Regions from separate parts of the Gossypium arboreum genome. Here region 2 is linked to region 1. A link is a contact called in public Hi-C data. All regions are on one chromosome and are shown on one strand. Each heading gives the region's core, a stretch centred on a gene start, on an enhancer-like site or on the middle of the called end of the contact. The rest is flanking DNA. Distances are from core to core; before and after follow the strand shown.

Region 1 (6,624 bases), core at 1,622-4,121:
GAAAAGTGAAAAGAAATTGCTTGGTAGGAAAAGAAATAAAAAAGCAGATCATTTTTCATCCTAATACATAACAACAAATCATTCCAAATTGGAATGTTTAGAGTACAAAACATGAAAGAGAGATGAAAATTCAAATTTACGCATTTATAAAAGTTGCGCTTTCTTTTGTCTCATTTTTCAACTCTATCAAGCAATGAATGAAAAGAAATTTACTTTCTTTTTCAATTTTCCATATTTCTACCAAGCATGGTAGAACATCAATGGAAAGAAAATATATTTTTTAAATCTTTTTTTTATTTTTCTACCCTTTCAACTTTCCATCTTTCCGATTTTATTTCCACTCTACCAAGAAAGCCTAAGTTCCACAGGACAACTCAAGTAAGTTTCCCAAACTTGTCATATTAAAGGATTCTTTCAAATGCATTACAAAGCATGCTAATTCGAGGCAAAGTTGGAACAGATGGACTTGTTTCACATTTCTGCAACCACAGAAGTTTTTCCTTACTGAAAATTAGTTAACAACCACTGTGGAAGAAGAAGAGGCTAACCTCTACTGTTTATATAAAGACAAAATGGAGGAAGGTTTGGGCGTAGGGCAATAGTAATTGAACCGTAAAAGGTCTAATTGTTTGCTCTCTTAACAAGAAAACTGAAAGAAAATAGCAATAGTTGTAAGGGTGAAGGAAGCTTTATATAAGTCTTGCAAATAAAACACCATCATATAGAGAAAAACGCTTAGGATTTTAGGTGCTAGAACGGACTAATCTTACGAGGCAAGGAGGCATCTAAAGGACTACACTACTTCAGCCACCAACAGGAACATATGCCCTTCTCTCAATGGCAACAAAAAAGGGTGTTGGAAATATTGCAAACTATAGCATTCATTAGCCTTACCCATAACTCGTTATATGAAAAGAAAATAAGAAAATCATTGCATAAGAGCATACTGAAAGGAACAGATCAAGACATTTTAAAGTATTGAAAATAAAGACTGAAATAGAATCTAACCAAGCTTAGTCCCAACAAGAATAATTGGAACACCAGGTGCATAATGCCTCAACTCCGGAATCCACTGAGGATTCAAAAAGAAGACAACGCATTAGCAGATCAAGTAATTGAAAGTATCTTGTTCAAAAACCGGTGAAAAGCTTCTAATAACAAATAATCTCACTTTCTTAGAAACGTTTTCGTAGCTGGCTTTGCTAATGAGAGAGAATGCCAACAAGAAGACATCTGCTCCACGATAGCTCAAAGGTCTTAATCTATTGTAGTCTTCCTGGCCTGTTCCAAGACAAAATAAAAACAATAAAATCAAACCTACCACAATAAGCATTCTAAGATATGAATAAGGAAAATTAATGGAATTGAAACTTACCAGCAGTATCCCACAATCCAAGATTAACAGTGTTGCCGTCCACAACCACATTTGCGCTAAAGTTGTCAAAGACAGTTGGCACATAATCCTGTTTCCCCAAGATATTGCAGAGGATGTGGAAAACATGTTATAAGCAATATCTCCAAAAGTCATCTTAAAATAATCATAAGAATAAAGCAAGAACTAGGAAATTATGATCATAATTGCATCAATCAACTCTACATGAAGTTAGGTTTACTAAAAGAACAAACTATATTAGACACATTTTCTGGACAAGAGCATGAAGAAGTAACCCTCCAAGGACCCTCCAAATGCATGAAAAACTAGAAAATTTGAACATATACATGCCGGACAGATACTCGTACCCGATTCACACGATTTCCAACTAACATAGATGGCCATAACCCAAGATTCGCAGTAAAGAAAGCACCTATCATGAAATCTCTAAATGAGACTTTCTACCAGCAATAGTTTCAGATTTAGCAATTTTTTTTCTTTCTCCTCCAGCAAAAAAAAGGGGAGTAGCAAGATATAATGTTTCCAGTTTTAACTTTTGACCTTAACTCACTAATTGAAATGAAAACCTACAAGACAAAGAATCTTTATCCTAGATGATGCATCATCAAAACACAAACAGAAGAAATAAGAAGGTATAAACTACAAAAAGGCAATAAATTTTCTGCAAGTTTTTGAAGCAAAAAACCCTAAGAATTTGCTCACTTGAACACAATTTACGAAGAATGATTCTATTATTCAGAAAGATACTATGCCCCAAATTCAAGATTCCAAAGACAAGTACAACCAAATGGGAAAAAGAAACAGAAAAAAAACCCAATAAAGAAAGCAACTTTACCAAAGTTACATTGACCACCAGAAACCAGTGTAGGGTCTGCTTGGTGGCCAAGAAAATAGGGGAAACAAAAAGGGAAAGAAAAAGAAAAGAAAATCCATGAAAATCCAAGTAAAGAAAACGTTAAGGGCCAGCCAAACTTTCTTTTCCATTCCTCATATTTTCTCAGAGACCAAACAAAAAAAAAATGGGTTAGTTTCTTTCTTTTTGGAACTCACAGTAGGGAAAGTATTGCTGGTGTAGGAGATGAGCATGCAAGTCTTGCCGACGGCACCGTCACCAACAGTGACACATTTGATGAACCTTGATGCACTCATTTTGCACCCGCCGGCAAAAGTGAAAGTAATTTCAGAGATGTTCCTCTCCCTCCGCCGCCCCCCCCAAGGTTATCTCTTGCTTCAATTATTGTCCAAAACAATAGGAAAAAAACAAACCCAAAAACACTGAAATGAAGATGAAGATGAAGATGAAGAAAGAAGAAGAAGAAGAAGAAGAAGAAGAAGACGAAGTACTAAGTAAAACTGGAAGACATCAAAGACATTGTCCGAAAGAAAGAGAGAGAATCATTAGGGAAAGAAAAGACAGCTCTTGGACAGCTATCTGCTTACATTACAACAATATATTTTCCATAAATAATTTAGTTATTTTATTTTATTTTATTTTATTATTATACCTAAAAAGTTCATTGAAGGGCTTATTGAGTTATTTCAAGTAGGACATATTTATTTGGTTTTTAATAATAATGTACTTTTAATGATTCGATAAGAATGATTGAATGATAGAAAATGCAATTAAAAGGAAATTAACAGTGAAATAAGAAAGTTCTGATTTTTTAAGTATAAATATCTGAAAATGGGAACAAGTATCAATCTTTTCTTTTAATTTGAAAAAGTATTAGTTGTCCAAAATTATGATTTTAATTTTAATTTCTATCTTTAAATTTTAAAATAATTTTGATATTTTATATGTTGTCATTTGTAATTACTTCTTCTAATAATATTATCTTCAAAAATTAAATATTTGTATCATATCAACCAAATATTTTCATTAGCTTAATTGCTAATATAAGTGCTATCTATCAATTTGTATTTAATGAAATGCGTTTTTTAAAACAGGTGACGTTTACTAGTCGTGTTAACAACTTGAATTTAGTGTTGGAAAAAAAACATGTCATTTTCTTTTAATACGATATATATAAATTGTTCATGTAATAAATATACACATATACTTGTAATTTGGGCTAATTTAGAATAATATGCCCCCTTTTTTTATTTAAACAGGCTTTTAGGCCATTTTTTAAAATTAGAGAAATAGACCATGTTTTAAGAGAGTTGGACGCACCTTTTTTGAACGTTGGCAACGGTAAAAATTTTTAAAGACCCCAACGATAATTTTGTTTTCTATAAATATCAGGCCATTTTTCATTCTTTTCACTCAAATTCAACTCTCTCAATTCTCTCAATTTTTTCAAGTTTTATTCTAAATTTTTCAATATGCTTGTTTAAAAATATTATAGTTTTTATATCATTCATTTTGATTAAATTTTTACGAATGACAACCTCTCTGCTTCGTTTCAACGACAAGCACATTTTCATCGCTCAAGCGACAATTGTAAAACAAAAATTTAAATTTCACTGTTTTCAATTACGTTAAATTTAAAGTTTTTTTATTTTTTAAATTAATTTATTTTGTCGATGTAAATAGTCGAATGATCATGTTTTGGAGGGGTTTATACATAACTTGTCAAAAAGCCTAGATGCCGAAATTCGTGGTTACTTGCAAGATGCAAGATTCTTACATGTGCCTCGTATACTTGTAGGCTACAAACTTGATCCTACACTTATCAGCGCATTGGTGGAAAGATGGAGGCCCGAGACACAATTTTCACCTACCATACAGTGAGTGTACAATCACATTGAAGGACGTAGCTTTACAACTCAGTTTATTAGTGGATGGGCCAATCGTCACGGGGTCAGCAGTCATTCCTAATAAAGAGGACCTTTGCGAGGCATTTTGGGAAAGGTGTCGGATAAGTTTTACAGTGGCCAGATAGATATGAAATTGTTGGAAACCAATTTCAAATATCTTTCTTAGGACACATCCGATATTGTCAAAGAATAATACACCCAATCATTCATTTTGAGGTTAATTAAGGGTATTCTAATGCCCGATAACTCTCGAAATTTGGTATACATAAGGTGGCTACTACACCTAGTCAACTTCAAAGAAAGTGGATGACTAAGTTGGGGATTAACCGTGTTAGCCACGTTGTATCGTAAGTGGTGTCAAGTGACAGAACTGAATAAGATGTCAATCAGTGGTTGCCTGCTCTTGCTACAGTCATGGCCTTAGTGGCGACTACCATTTCTACGCCCCTAAGTAAATGACCCATATACATTCCTATTAGTGACAAGGAGTAGGTCGAAGAATATGTGGAACCACGGGCTGAATTAACATCACTTGAATAGGTGAAACCATGAACCTATATACCTGTTATTTCTTTATTTTATGTTTGAATTAACATATAACTTGAATAAGTGGAATTATGGCCTAGTTACGTAGGACTATTGGAGTAACTTAAAGATATCCAACTGATGTTAGATCAACGCTCGAAAGTCAAGGCTAGTTACTTTTTTTTTCAAACCTATAATCATTATACAATGAGTTGTAAAATAAAATTACGTATATAACAAAATTTAAAATTGTGTACTGCGGTTTAATAGATGCCATATGTCGAGTCAGATATCATAGAATACGTCCTGCTAAAATTTTTGGCCATTCGGAGTATATGAGAACGTAAAGGTGTCGTTGATACTGCATATGATGGTGAAAATGCACAAATCAGGTCAAATAATGTGACAGTTTGGGTGGAAGCAACAAATTCTGCTGCCATCATGATACATGGAAGCATTGTACAAGCTGGATCTGCAGGAAAAAACCGAGGAGAATTGGCTAAATTACCACAAGGAGTACATTGACATTTTGGATCATAGGATAAAATTATTACCTATATACGAACCTTTTTCTCATTGGACATGAAGACCTGTTTGGAGTACATGCCCTAGTTCAGAGTCACCGATAAGCCATATCTACTATCAGTGGAGGCATGGAGTAGGCAACTTAGTCAAAAGAAGCCACGACGAGTGACCTAGCAATATATATCCAAAAGAGGTGTCGTGACGAGTTCGTCACTAGCTCCAACCCAACAAGCGCAACTGATGTCTACGCCACATCTCGATTAGTTTACTTTACTTATTCCTGTTCATTTCACTAACTCCATATTTTTTCACAAGCACCACACTATGCACCATCGCAACACCTTGCTTCTACCCCTTCCGCAGGTACATATTTCGGGGTACCTCCGTCCCCAGCATTTTACGCCCCCATACCGACGCAAATGTCGAGCCATATATCAACGCATGTACTGTTATTTACGACGACACTAATGTCATCATCGATTCTAATATTGATGCTCGGATCAATACTGATGTATCCGAGTATTGCGACATCATACGGTTATTCACCAATAGTGTCACAAACACTCATCGCATCATTATTTTATCAATGTGGGTCATCAGCACCATCTTCTCGTGGAGTAGAGGATATACGATGGAAGGCTAAGACGACATCGCAATCAAGCACGGAGGAAGGAGATGGAGACGAAGATGAAAATAAAATTGATGGTGGAGATGAAGATAAGCATGAGGGTAGAGGTGAAGACGAAGATGACGACAACGATGGTCACGATCAAGTGGAAGAGCCGACACCACTAGTTGTGCACAAAAATCCTACGTGTCAGCCACCGCCTTGCGGCACACATTCAGCCCAATGACGTATTTTTTTTACTTATTGTGATGTAAATATAAATGGCACCAATAAAGAAACAATATTTCTATTACAACTCATATTTTTCTTTGTTAAATTCTAATGTAAGTTATACGTAAATTTCTATATATAATATTTGATATGAAATATGTAACTTTGGATAGGCACCTTTTATCGAACTAGTGATTAATAAAGGTACATGGATTAACTCGTAAAAATGGAAAAAGTTTAATTCCTCGAGAAATAGTAATTGATACTTGAAGTAGCACTTAAACTATCATTTTTTAAACTATATAAATGCTAGTAGGTGGTAACAAATATAGTTGAAATGTAAGTTAAAAAATAATAAAAAAGTTTTTACACAAAATAGGAAACATTGTAATCAATTTTATATCGTCTAGCGATGTTGAAGCCCCAATGTACCCCTTAATACAGAACATGTTGCCTTTGTATGCCCTTGGTTTCTATAGTACCCGCATAACTTCTCCTGATTGTCCCTCTCTCGAACATCTATATTAGTGTGTATCTGAGTAAAATTCGGGTGACTTTTCGGGACGTGACGCAAGTTCATGTT
Region 2 (6,624 bases), core at 2,570-5,069, 190 kb before region 1:
ATGGCATGTTAAAGACATTTTGCTTCCCAGTCAAATTTCGCGAACCTATACTTTCTCTCATTATTTTCCTTGCTCCATAAGAAATTATAAACTTTACGAAGTAGATAACTATATTCCACCTTCCAAAGTTGGTCTAAAATGATTTGATGCTTCCGTTTTATTAATGTCCCTTTAAGGGTCAAGTATTGCATTTTATTCTTTCTAATTAGTTCATGACCCTTCCAATAACACTTCTTGCGTCTTTTAATTTATGGTAATAAGGTGTTGAACGATGTCTTCTTCTAGTTTCATTCTATAATCTTGCAATTCTCTCATCATCTTATCAACTTTCTCCCTTTGTGCTGAAGTTGTTATCTCATCAGGTAATATCAGATTTATTGTCATTTCTACCAATATCTATGATGTAAAATAATATTTTTTGAATTTTAATATTTATTTATTTTTCTCTGGTGTCATTACTAACTAACAATTAGTTTATAATAGTTACTAACAAAATAAGTTTAAAATAAATTAAAAATTAATAAAAAATTATATTCATAACCTAACAAATCACAATAAACATTAAACTAAACAACTAATTTATAATAGTTGCTAACAAAATTACTTTAAAATAAATTAAAAACAACATAAAAATAATAATAAACAAACTACACAATACTAACAAAATAATTTATCCTCATCATAATCCATTCTATTTTAAAAACAAAAACAAAAATACATTATCCTTCTTTTTTTCTTCTCATTTCTTTCTTTCTTTCTTCTCTTTTGTTATCTTTTTTTTTTTTAAACTACTTCTCTTCATCACTGGGGACCATTAAAAGAACCCCCAAATTTGCTTCACCAGTGTCGCCTATCAAATAGGGGTCACTAGTGCCACCTACTGATATGATTTTATTTTGAATAGTTTTATGATTTTTAAATTATTTGTTGACATAACATATAATATAATAAGTGTTGTGTCAACAAAAAGTATATGTGGAATGCCACGTCAATATTTTTAAAAGATTAAGGTTTTACTCAACATTTCTGTTAAAGAATAGTGATTTGATTTTTTTAAAAAGATTAATAGTCAAATTTAGTTAAAAATTAAGATGGAATTTAAAAAAAAAATGAAATCTAAACATTATGCTTTTTGAAATGGTACAATGTTTTTGAAAGGTAATTTTAAAAAATGCCCATAATAAGACACACACGATTACAAACCAATTCTTTTTTAAAGAACAAACCTAAAAATTTAATCCTAGGGGTTGTGGGATTTTATTTTTAGGTCATTTCCTATTAATAATTTTTAATGTTGCATCATATCTTATTTAAAATTTAACCTCTTCATAAACAAATAATAGCTCAACTTTATAATGAAAGATTTTATTATTTAAAAAGAATTGACAAATAATTTAATCTTTAAAATATATACTTTTAATGACTTACGTACAATAATGAGGAAATGTTTTGCTTTGAAATCCATGGGGCTATTGCACCCATCTCCAACACTTTTCACTTTAAAAAATTGGGTCAAGTAGGCTTAAATTGAGCTAAACATATTTATAACTGGGCTTTTACTATCAACACCCAAACTTAGCTCTCAACTTTTCAACTAACATATTATGGTGATAGGTCGAAGCCTGCTATTAGATAGTATGTTCATGATTTAATTTTTGTATTTTAATAACCACATTTTTATTCTTTGTATAGAGACAAAATAGGGCTGAAGATAAAATAAATAAATTTTTTAATTTTTTTTAATTTTTTATAAAAATTCAAATAAATGTTAAAAGAAAAATCTCGAGGGACTCTTGCTCCAATGGGGCATAATACTGAGCTCGAATTATTGAAGGCTCAACAGCTTATTTACAAGCATGATAAAGTTGAGTGGTAGAAAAAGAGATTCTCTCTTAACAATGAGACAAGCTTTTACATAAATTTTTTTTTGAAGTAATCATATAATTGAGAGGAATAACAAGCACTTGTAGATAGTGAAGGACAAGTTCTATAAACACAAAACTTCAACATCAATAGAATATTATGACACATTGATAATTGGCTTTGTCACAACTCAAATATGATATATTTAGAGTGATTACAAGCACTTAATAAGATAATAAAATCATCCTCAATTTGTCCAAAGAGGCGAACAAAAGAATTGAGTATTCACCAAATTAGAGAAGACGACAATAAAATCGTTCTTAAAATCACTAGTAAAACTAAAATTACATGTATAAACAAGACTGAATTGATATAATAAACCAACAGTTGTTAAATCAATTATAAATACTAATCCTTGACTTTACCAAAGGCATGACCTTTCATCTCTATTCTATTTCTCCATTTTCGTCCTCTACCTTGCTTTCCTGAAGATCGTCCCAACACATATGCCCCAACGCCCCAACATCAAATCTAGCTTGCCACAGAGAAGCATCAGCAATACATACATATGGTTCCATAATCTGTGTGTTTGTTTGTAGTAAAAAACAAAAGACAATATAATGTTGCTGCATGTTAGATCGAATTTAAATATTATAAATAAAGAAAATATTAATGAGAGAACTTTACTTATTGGAGGTCCAATCTGATTTAAATTCGAATTGATTCATTGATTACCAAATGTATAAAACAAAAGAATACATTACATCTGATCAACTAATAAAATCTATAAATATGAAAGAAAAAGAGAAGGAAGGATATTAGATTTATTACTTTCTTTACTTTATAATATGGGCTGGATTGAAAGAAAAGGGCAAACTCATGGGTCCCATATTGTATGTAAAGCTCCTCAACCCATTATTGATAAGGGTAGAGGGTGAGGTGAAGTTGACAGTTGAGGGTGGGACCAGAAAACCGAGACACAAGCGCGTGGGCTCGTCATCCGATCTCGCGACACATTACTTACTGTCCAGGGTCGGTGTTTTGTTACTTTCTTCCATGCCTTAGGCTGCCATTTCTAATTTATGGTTTCCCTCTCTCTATACCCCTCAGCTAAGTACAACCTAGACACGCGGCGCTAAATTAGCTACATTACAATAAAAATATCCAACCACGTAGATTTCCACGAGCCACTAGTCGTATAGTAAAATACTCCTTTTTTTTTCTTTTCTTCTTTTTATCAATCTTTGTATTACATGAAAATAGTTGTCTTAGTCCACATATTATAATTTATTCAATTTTAGTCCTTAAATTTTAAATTTCATCCTTAATTCAATCTGTTATGTTAAATTTATTAATTAGAACTAGTGATGCCAAAATCAAACCAAACAAACTAATTGAATTGAGTACTGATGATTTAGTGACATAAAATTAGATATAGAACATACCGTTTGTGAATCAATTAAAAGAAAAATTTAGACAAAAAAATTTATGATTAAATTGATTATATGCGTTTATGAATTTTTAATTATTATTAAACTAACGATTCAATTGGTTAAATTGGGAAGTGGTCTAATTTATTTGACCATCCTCGTTTTTACTAGTATTACGTAAAAATTATAAGTTAATATAACGTTACACATGCTACAAATATACTTATCGAACAAGGTTTTGAAAATAACAAAATTTAACTGAATAAAAATAAAATTTATCATTTAGTTAGGATTAAAATTTCAAAATCTAAAAAATAAATGAAGTAAAGTACTAAATTATAAGGACTGATACCAAAATTTTACCATGAAACCCTCTTTTTTTTTTCTATATATATTCAGCCCAGCGGAGGAGGAATTTGGACTTCACCTCCTGTATCATAAAGTACTAAATTATAAGGACTGATACCAAAATTTTACCATGAAACCCTCTTTTTTTTTTTCTATATATATTCAGCCCAGCGGAGGAGGAATTTGGACTTCACCTTCTGTATCATAAAGTACTAAATTATAAGGACTGATACCAAAATTTTACCATGAAACCCTCTTTTTTTTTTTTTCTATATATATTCAGCCCAGCGGAGGAGGAATTTGGACTTCACCTCACCTCACCTGTATCATTCTTACTCATTCACTCCTACACAGTAGAAAAACCCTTTAATTTTAAGAAGGATATTTTGGTTTTATACTGAGAAATCCAACTTCTTTTGTATCTTTATCTTTTTGGTACTTCAATTATCAAAAGAGAGAAAAGCAAGAACAAAAAAAACAAAAAAAAAAACATACACCTAAGTGAAAAACCAGACAAGAGAGAAAACAAGAAAAATGGGTGTTCTGGATCATGTTTCAGATCTGTTCGACTGTTCTCACAGTTCCAAGCACAAGAAACGTAAGCAGTTGCAGGTACATCTCCTTACCTAAGCCGTAGATTTCCCTTTGAGTGTAGATCAAGATATTTGGTGGATATTTTTATTAAGTTAACCAAATTGTTTCTATTGCTTTCTTTTATTTTATTTTTTGTCGTTATAAGATTATTAGATTTAGGTGGTTTAGGGTTCGGATCTGCCCGTCAATATTGCTAAGATTTTATGTTTAATGGCGTTTTCTTTGTTGATCTAAGCTTGATTGTTCTAAAAATGGTGGAAGGTCAAAAAACCCAGATTTTATTTGAACAATAATAAAAATCTTCTTGGTTTACTTTAATGCCAACTGGGTCTATCTATTATAAGTATTTATTTATTGCTGCATTATTGTTTCTGTCTCCGTTCATCTGTCAGTATACTTTATTGTTGATTAGAAAACTTCAAAATTCAATCTTACTAAATTAATTAGGGTATTAACACTAGTAGAAATATCTATGTAAAAGTAGGAAAAAAGGGTTGAAAAGTAATTTTGGTCTATTTACTTTAAATATACGACAAACGACAAACTATTAAGGGTTTTGATCCTTCTAATATTGCTTCCAGTTATTTTCATGAATCTAAAAGCATAGTGGAGGGACTAAAACCAGAATTAGACCAAACATTTGTCAACCTAAGAGTTGTTACTTTTTTCTTTATTTTTTAGACGGTGGAAATCAAGGTGAAAATGGACTGCGAAGGATGCGAACGGAAAGTGAAAAAATCAGTGGAAGGGATGAAAGGGGTGACACAAGTGGACGTGGAGCGGAAGGCCAGCAAGTTGACGGTCGTCGGATATGTGGACCCGAAGAAGGTCGTGGCACGAGTGGCGCATCGGACGGGCAAGAAGGTGGAGCTATGGCCCTATGTGCCGTACGACGTGGTGGCTCACCCATACGCCCCCGGGGTTTACGATAAGAAGGCTCCGGCTGGGTACGTCCGCAACGCGGAGGACCCGCAAGTGTCGCATCTCGCACGTGCTAGCTCCACTGAAGTTAGGTACACCACAGCTTTCAGCGACGAAAACCCTGCTGCTTGTTCTGTTATGTGATTGATTGAGAATATGATTAAACCCCGCAAAAAAAAAAAAAAAAAAAAAAGAAGAAGAAGAAGAAGGAGATACCAAGATATTTTGTGGTAGCAGTGAATTGATTTTGTGTGTTGGTAAATTTGTATTAGTTTAAGGATTTGTTGTAAAATTTGCTATCTTGGGTTTTATCTATATTTCTATTTGTGTATTTTGGACTGTATCATAATGTTATAACGTTTGGAAGTAAAAGTACCTTGTAGCTAGAGTCTCAGCTCTCCAATTTTAGCTTTCTTAAAGATACTATTTCTTTTATATAATATCTATCACAACTTTGTTGATACCCCTCATCAACAAAAGTGAAAAAAATGGTAAGACTCTAAAACAATGTATTAAAAATAATTGTCAAATTGTTTATCCCATTGCTGAAAGTTTTACTAGTTTTTCACTTTGATCCTTAAATTTTTAATGCATTATTTAGTTCCTACAACATTTTTATTTTAATCCTTAAATGTTTTTTTCTCTCGAATCAAGACTTTAAAAATAATTTTTTTTTAGTGATCAAAATAAAAATGTAAACATGATGTGAACATGATTTGATATATACAGTTAGTCATCGTTAATGATTTAATGCTTGGGTGACTAAAATGAAAGCAGCCTAAAAGTTAAGTGACGAAATTGAGAATTTTTTTTTACTGGCCAAAATAAAAGTGTCCTAATAATAAGGTGATCATTTGGATAATCTACCCTTTAAAATTCTTGTATTGTTTAAGTACTAGATTATGTAACACCCAAAAAGTAAAAGTAAATTTTATATAAAACTATATTTATAAAAAAAAATTTTTTGAATGATGTACAATTCTTGAACTCTTGATTATTTAAAATAATATTTTTACTTGTTTTACTTAAAAAATTATAAAAAATAAAAAAAATACTTTTACCTTATATGAAATATGATTTTAGATTTCTTAATTAAATTAATGTATGATTAAGCAATAACTCAATAGAAACAATAGAGAAATTGTAACGTCAAAACGCATGTATTCTTTTCTAACTAATTTTAGTTTGCGAAAGTTGACAACTTTAATGACTCTTACAATGCAGTTCATGTGATCCCAAAAGTAATTCAATACGTGAGATTCTTGTAACTATCAATTTCAACCATCAAGTACGCCATCTCACCCTCTTTTTTTTTTAATCTTATAATACACTTGCGTTTTATTTGGTAGCTTGCAAGTGGATTTGTTCAAGGGTCGAGAAATTTACTATATCTTAATTGAATTTAAATCAATTAGAGTAAAGTTAATTTGATTTAAATTTAAATTTAAATTAAATAAAAATATAAATT

What was found. A called contact is a pair of places that touch in the nucleus more often than the background predicts.
Region 2: a contact with region 1 is called in a Hi-C map of leaf, with 5 times the contacts expected there. The contact joins the promoter of LOC108461360 here to the promoter of LOC108467137 in region 1. A contact is called at or near these places in 2 of 5 Hi-C or Micro-C datasets (both in leaf).

The regions. Positions count from the first base shown.
Region 1 is chr2:102,365,598-102,372,221 of ASM2569848v2, reverse strand. It overlaps LOC108467137 (rac-like GTP-binding protein ARAC3), which reads right to left and starts at 2,871. Exons shown (of 7, transcript XM_017767674.2): 1 at 2,444-2,871; 2 at 1,376-1,463; 3 at 1,172-1,281; 4 at 1,009-1,072. The coding sequence starts at 2,542.
Region 2 is chr2:102,555,966-102,562,589 of ASM2569848v2, reverse strand. LOC108461360 (heavy metal-associated isoprenylated plant protein 26-like) reads left to right here and starts at 3,819. Exons shown (of 2, transcript XM_017761195.2): 1 at 3,819-4,253; 2 at 4,917-5,528. The coding sequence starts at 4,176. The coding sequence ends at 5,300.